Regions from separate parts of the Macaca mulatta genome. Here region 1 is linked to region 2. The links are chromatin contacts, called in public Hi-C maps. All regions are on one chromosome and are shown on one strand. The core of a region is the stretch at or near the end of the contact, and the rest is flanking DNA. Distances in the headings are between cores, read along the strand shown.

Region 1 (3,343 bases), core at 282-2,781, 350 kb after region 2:
TTATTTTTAAGTACTTTTGAGGAGTCCGCCGCGGGAGTGACAGGAGTGGGGGTTTTTCAAGCAAAGAGTGGCCTGTTGGGAGACTACAAGCTTCTCTTATTTGTCATCTTGGGGCAGAAACCCCCTAGACTGGGTGTCCTGGAGCCAACACTTTGAACTGGCAACTTTTTCCCTTCTCTGCCAGCCCATGTATATCTTGTCCATAACACTCTCCACTCCAGTTCATTTCTCATTCTCTCCTACCTGTAGAGTGTACTCCAAAGAGAACTTAAAACACCATCATGCAGATTAAACACCTCTACCACGAAAAACATTTATGTGTTCGTTGGAAGTTTCCAACTCCCAGCCCTACTTTACTGGAGTCGTAGAGACTGAATGGAGGACCCCTTTTCAGGTCTTTATTTTTTTTCGTAAGTTTAAAGTCAAATGCAGAACCTCACACAGGACTGATGTTTTCCATCAGGCGCTTTCATTCATTCAAAGTGGAAATGCTTTGGGAGTCCTTTCTACTTGCCTGGTTGACACATGACTGACCCAAGTCTCTGCGTAAAAAGCTGTCCACACGCTTCTGATTGGTTTAGTGGAGAAAACGCACTGACCAGGGTCTACCCAGGTAACAGGATTCTAGCGCGGGCCCTGGACTGAGTAGCCAGCCTTTCTCTAGGCCTTGCTGAACTGTCAAACCGGGGTGCGGCTGGGCTAGATCCCAGAGGGCGCAGTCCGGTCCCAGGTCCCAGGACCCGAGTCGGGAGGGGCTTCCATATGTGAGTTTAAAGACGCGGGGATTCACCTGTGAACCCTGGGGTCTGCACTCCTGTACGTCCGTGACTGATGCAGATGCTCCGGCTTTGGGAACGCTGCTGAGAGCCCCAGAGCCACAAGGTGCTTGTGCTGTTGCTGCGCCGCCCACGGGGCTCTTGGGCCAGCGCACCCCCCACCCGCATTGATTTCCGCTGCCCCCAAGGAGCTCCCGGGACTGTGTCCTGCCCCAGCTCGCTCCCGTGGCCTCCCAGTTCCTTTTGCTGTTTCTTTCTTTCTTCCTGGCTGCAATACTCCAGAGAAGGGAAGTGTTTGAAACTGCAACTGAGTGGCGTTGTTGCGCCGGCAGCCGAGCCTTCCAGTCCCCCAACGAGAGCGAGAGAGAGAGAGCGAGCGAGCGAGAGAGAGAGATTGAGAGAGAGAGAGAGACAAGGGGGGGTGTGTGTGTCTGCGTGCGAGAGAGCGCTCTGGAGCAAAGCAGCTGGAAAATGCCCAGAAATACTTTCACAGCGGTCAAGCTGGAACCCCCTGCGTGTCCTCCCCTTCCCCGCTCCTCCTGGCCTAGACCCCGCGCCCCCCGCCGGGAGGGTGTGCGCCCCACCTGCCACCGGGTGGCTCCGGGTGGTAGAAAGGGGTGACGGGGGGGGCGCGGGTGGTGGCGCGGGGGTGAGAACCTGGAGGCGGCGGGGCCCTGGGCCGGGCAGCCCGCGGGACCGCGCCGCCGCCTCCCCCCGCCGCCGCCGCCTCCCCCTCCTCCTCCTTCTCCGCCGCCGCCGGTCGCCTGTCTCCGCGCCGGGCATGCCTCGGGAGCCGGGGCGGCCCGGGCCGCGGGCGCTCTGCGGCGCATGGACGGCGGCGGCGCCCGGCGAGCAGCGGGAGGAGAAGGCGCAGGCGGCGGAGGAGGCGGCGACCCACGCCTGGGAGCACCGGCGGCGCGAGGGGACGACCGGCCGCCGGCGAGGCTCTGGCCCCACTACTTTTCCGTAGCCTCCCCGCCTCAACAGCACGGCCGCCGCCGCCGCCGCCGCCGCCGCCACGGCCACGGCCACGGCCACGGCCCCAGCCCCGGCCGCCGCCCGCCGGGCAGCCCAGAGCGCCGCGCACGGCCGCACTCTCCCGCCACCCCACGCACACGCACACCCCCGCCCGCCCACGCCCCCCACCCGGGAGGGGGGAGAAAGGCAAAAAGTAAGAGAGGAAAAAAAATAGCAGGAAGATGGCGCCCACCAAGCCCAGCTTTCAGCAGGATCCTTCCAGGCGAGAACGGTAACACTTTTCTGTTTATTGAACCTGCCGCCGGGCCGCTGCTCCCGCCGCCGCCGCCGCCGCCGCCTCCGCCGCCGAGGGCCCAGCTCCGCCGCCCGCCCGCCTCCTGGGCCGCGAGCCCGCGGGGACCTCGTCTGGGCGCAGCGCTCGCCCGGGGCCCCGCGCATTGTCCCCGCGGCGGCTGCGGCAGCGAGCGGCTCTGGCGGCGGCCGGGCTCTCTGAGCAGTCGCACCTCCTCGGCTCGGCGAATAGAGTGACTCGCTGACAAAAAAAAAAAAAAAAAAAAAAAGAAAAAAAGAAGAAAGAAACAGAAAAGGAGAAAAAGAAAAAGAGAAACAAACAGAGATGCGAAGGCGCTGCCGTGTGACGGGAGCAGCAGCGAGGGTGGGGGGCCGGGGATCCCCGGGGCCGCCGCAGGTCCCCTGGCAGCTGCTCTCGAGGAAGGGAATAAGGCTGGGGAGGGGGAGGGAAGGCGGCGAGCAGGGGGAGGAGGCGAGGAGCAGGAGGAGGAGGCCGGGGGCGGGGAGCGCGGAGCTAGCGCCAGGCCCGGAATGTGTCGCGGAGGGGCCGGCTCCGGCTCCGGCTCCGGCTCCGCGCGAGTAGCTAGGCCGGGCCGAGCCCAGAGGAGCGCGGCCGCCGCCTCCCCGCCTCCCCGCCTCCCGGGCTGCGCCCTCCGCTCGGCAACTTGTGGGTCTCCCGCTCTGCCCTCCGCTCTCATCTTTCCCTCCCCTCCATGCCCCTCCCAAAGGAAAAAGAAAAATAAAGAAGAAAACCCTCAAATCCAAATAAGCAAACAAACAGCGAGATCCAAAATGTGTCAGCAGTTGGAGCATCTATGCCCCGTTAGTTACTGTTTGGGGATCTGTGTTTTAAAAAGTTCCTGGTGAGAATTGCATATCCAGGCAAGGGGCTCAGTGGAGCATGTCTGTTTGAAGTTAGTTAAACTAGTACAGCCACAGGAAAAGGGAGTTTGTGTTCAAAATACCCGTAACTGTCCTACGTGAGTAGCATTGATAGATTTTCAGAGTAACTCAGCACCCCCTCCCCATCACCACCAACGTGGTTTTCCCTCCTGCTGTCCACCCAGCCTACTTTCTTTGGAATCCTATTTACTATTAATTGGCAGCGTTAATGACATTAATTGTATATAGCATATTGGTTTGAGCAAAGTGGATATCTCTTTCTGTCTCCGAAGAGGAAAGGCGCAGTAGGAAGCATGAAATGTTACCCATTGATTCATGAGGAAAACAAATACAGTCAGATATATGCACCCCCACCCGCAGCAGGCGCGTTGATTTTCCTCACAGGCTTAAGTGAA
Region 2 (3,374 bases), core at 734-3,233:
TAATAAAACCACTTGCATTATTGCAATATGCCAGGCTCCATTCTGCATGTATCAAGGCATTTCATCCTCACAACAACCCCATAAAGTGGGCATTAACATTTCCCCTCATCTATAGATGAAGTAACTGAGTACACAGAGGTTGGCCAAAGCTACACAGTGGGCGATGGAGGAGTCAGGATTTGAACCCAGGCTGTCCAGCTCCAGAGCCCTTGCTTGTCAACAGTCCCGTTCTACACCATGTCATAATTCCCTTGACACAGCTGACTGCAATTCCTTGTTTACATAGTGTCCCCCGCCTCCACCCCAGCACACGTACGCACGCACACACACACACACACACACACACACACACACACACACACACACATATGACTGTGAGTTCTGTGAGAGCAGGGACCATGTCTGTCTTCTTTATAGCCATATCCTTCAAGCTTAAGACACCATCTGCACCTTCATAGGCATACAACAAATAAGGAGTAAGTCTAGTTTTGAGGAGGGCTGTGATTCTAGTTAACCTGGCAAGGGATGACAATGAAAGCCTTAATCTAAGGCAGTGTTAGTCAATATGGAGAGATGAAGAAGCGGAAATAAATGGTCAGGGCTTGCTGATTGATTGGATGTGTGGATTTTGTTGGAATATTCTCACAGTGCTTCTGATTTCCAACCCATACACTGGAGGGATGACTTGGCAAAAGAATGCGAAGCAGTGGGAAGCTTACACTGTTCTTCACAGAGTTCTTAAATTCCTGAGAAGAAATGTTGCGGACTCAGGATGAGACCTTAGAAGAGACTTCCCTTGAGGTGGTTAAAAATAGAAGGGACACATCTGCCTGGGATGGTTGAGAGACAGAGCTGCCCTTGGGTAGATGAGTGGTTAGATAGCCTTTGGGATTCTTCCCCTTTTGAACATTCTCTGATTTAAAATAAATCAAAATTCTCCCAAGCTGCCTATGCTTAACTGCCTGGCTTAGAGAAGGTAAAACCAAAGTGTTCAAGGGCTGGGAAATATTGAGTCCAAATGCCTGGATGATAAATAAGGAAACAGAAGCCCTGATGGGTTAAATGACTCATCCAAGGGCACACACTTGAGGCAACAGGAATACCCAATCATTGGATTCTCAGTCTGGGCTTACTCTTCCCCATGTCTCATACAGCAGCATTTATGTTTTAGAGAGTCCTCTGTGCGCAGACCTTTGCTGGGTAGAAGCATACGGCAAAGGAAACCTGGTGTCTGCCCTTGAGGAATTCAGAGAACCTCAACAATAAAGAACCCTTATCACCTGAAAATGTCACAAAGTACCATCTATTACATAGAATATTTGGAAAATAGAGAAAATGAATTTTAAAATTCATAATAATTTTTTTAGTCTCACTCATTGCCTGGCACTGCTTTAATGCTTTATATTTATTATCTCCAATTCTCAGTGTTTCAATGCTTTACATTCATTATCTCTAAGTCTCACAGCCACCTAGAAGTTAGATAGTATTATTTCCATTTTATATTTTAGAAAACTAAAGCACCCAGAGCTTGTTCCCTAAGATCAGACCATGGTAACTCCAAGTTCAACCCTGTACAAATTATGTTAACATTTTGTTGTGTTTTTTTTGCAGTCTTTTTCTAAGTACTAAGACTATTTACTTATACATATGTAATTTTATCATAGATACAATTTGGAATCTTCATTTTTTGTGGCATGATCTATGTATTGTCCATGTGATTGCTTAGTCTTCATTTTGATGGCTATCTAATGTCTTATCAAGTTTTCAGGAGGTTCTTAAATGCTTACTCATAGAAATCTTCCAATTCTTGGTATATGTGGCATTTTAAAGATATATTTTGAGGACAGGTACATCTGCCCATCCTCTGTGGATGGCATTGTGGAGAGGAGAAGAGAAACTACTCGGAGGATCATGGCTTTCTTCTCCCCCAGGAGCCCCTCTGAGAATGGAGAGTGGTTCTGGGCACAGCTCAGAGTGGAGCCTGGGCAGAGATGGCCTGAGGCAGATAGCAGGTGACTTTTCAAGCCTTGGCTTTTCTGGCTGAACACACATTCTTCCTCCTGCCCTTGTAAAAAGGCAAGTTTTCTTTTTCTTAGGGTAGTAAAAATCTTTTGTGTGAAGAAAAAGTGTCGTCAAGTGTCTTATTCATCAGCATATATACCATCTCTTTAAAATGACAGTGGGAGTAAAAGTTCATCAGTTCAATATGTCTTTCACATTTGGAGACTCCTGACTAATAACCTCTGGTATTTATCATCAGAACAGCCAAAGAACTAAATTCTGGCACATGCTTCTCTCACGCACTGAGAGAAACTTAAAAAGACAGAAGATTTTGTCCATTTTTTTCTTCTATTCACTTAGAAGGAAAAGCATACCTTTTTTAATTAAAAAAAATATGAGCATGCAGAAACATCTGGCCTGTATTACCACAGCAGCTTCCTAAATGGCTTCCTTGTCTCCAGTCTGCCCTTTTAAAATCAACACTATATGCAATAGCTAGAAAGATTTCTAGATCACAGATTTGCACCAGCCACTCTCCCATGTCACTGGCATATTCTTCCATCACTCTTTCATGGTTCTTGGGGTCAAGTCCTGTGTAGCCATAGCTGCTGTCTTTCTTGCTTGCATCCTGCCCTAGCCACACTGAGCTGCTTGTGGCTCCCTGCTTCATACTATAATGTAAGAGTATCTTCAGGCCCATGTACAAATCAGTTCTTTCTCCACAAGCTCCCTGCTAGGCTCTGCTGAACCTGGATCCCAGCATGGGCTCCCACAACCCCTATCCAGCACTTATACAGACTATAAAAATCCGTCTTGTTTGTATTTTATTTTATTTTAAAGGCAGAGTCTTGCTCTATTGCCCAGGCTGGAGTGCAGTGGTACGATCATAGCTCACTCCTGGGCTCAGGCAGTCTTCCCACCTCAGCTTTCCGAGTAGCTAGGACTATATGTGCGTGCCACCACACCCAGCTAATTTAGCCTTGTTTTTACTTGGCCAGCGTAATTCTTAAATAATTTTTTTTTAAAAAAAACCTTGAATCCCATTGGTCAAGGCATATCACCGTTTAGTTTGCTTAAGGCCCCACCACTCTGTGTTATGCACTAAACCCTAATTACATATTTATTCTTTGCTGGGTCTTGTAAAGCTACCTGTTTTCTTATCTCCTTTACATAATAGAATATAAACTGTTTGAGGATAAGGATTGTATATTGTTAACTTTTGTATCTATAGGCTTGACAAATACTACTCAATAAATATTTATTATATGAATTTATGCCTTGTGAAAAAACAAAACTTAGGCCAGAAAATAATCTAACTCTTTTTGTCCTTTCTACTTATTCATGAACATCACAAGACTAATGGAACTCAGTGG

Evidence for each region. A called contact is a pair of places that touch in the nucleus more often than the background predicts.
Region 1: a contact with region 2 is called in a Hi-C map of fibroblasts, with 6 times the contacts expected there. The contact joins the promoter of NPAS3 here to the enhancer-like site in region 2. A contact is called at or near these places in 3 of 14 Hi-C or Micro-C datasets (fetal cortex germinal zone, fetal cortical plate and fibroblasts).

What each region holds. Positions count from the first base shown.
Region 1 is chr7:106,052,163-106,055,505 of T2T-MMU8v2.0, forward strand. NPAS3 (neuronal PAS domain protein 3) reads left to right here and starts at 1,532. Exons shown (of 11, transcript XM_028851486.2): 1 at 1,532-2,025. The coding sequence starts at 1,976.
Region 2 is chr7:105,697,053-105,700,426 of T2T-MMU8v2.0, forward strand. The region is part of intron 5 of AKAP6 (A-kinase anchoring protein 6); the gene reads left to right. Among named protein-coding and RNA genes, the nearest start is that of AKAP6, 270 kb to the left of the region's middle. Within about 2 kb of position 1,984, at least 2 of the 40 cell types and tissues checked have an H3K27ac peak or open chromatin away from gene starts, as enhancers often do.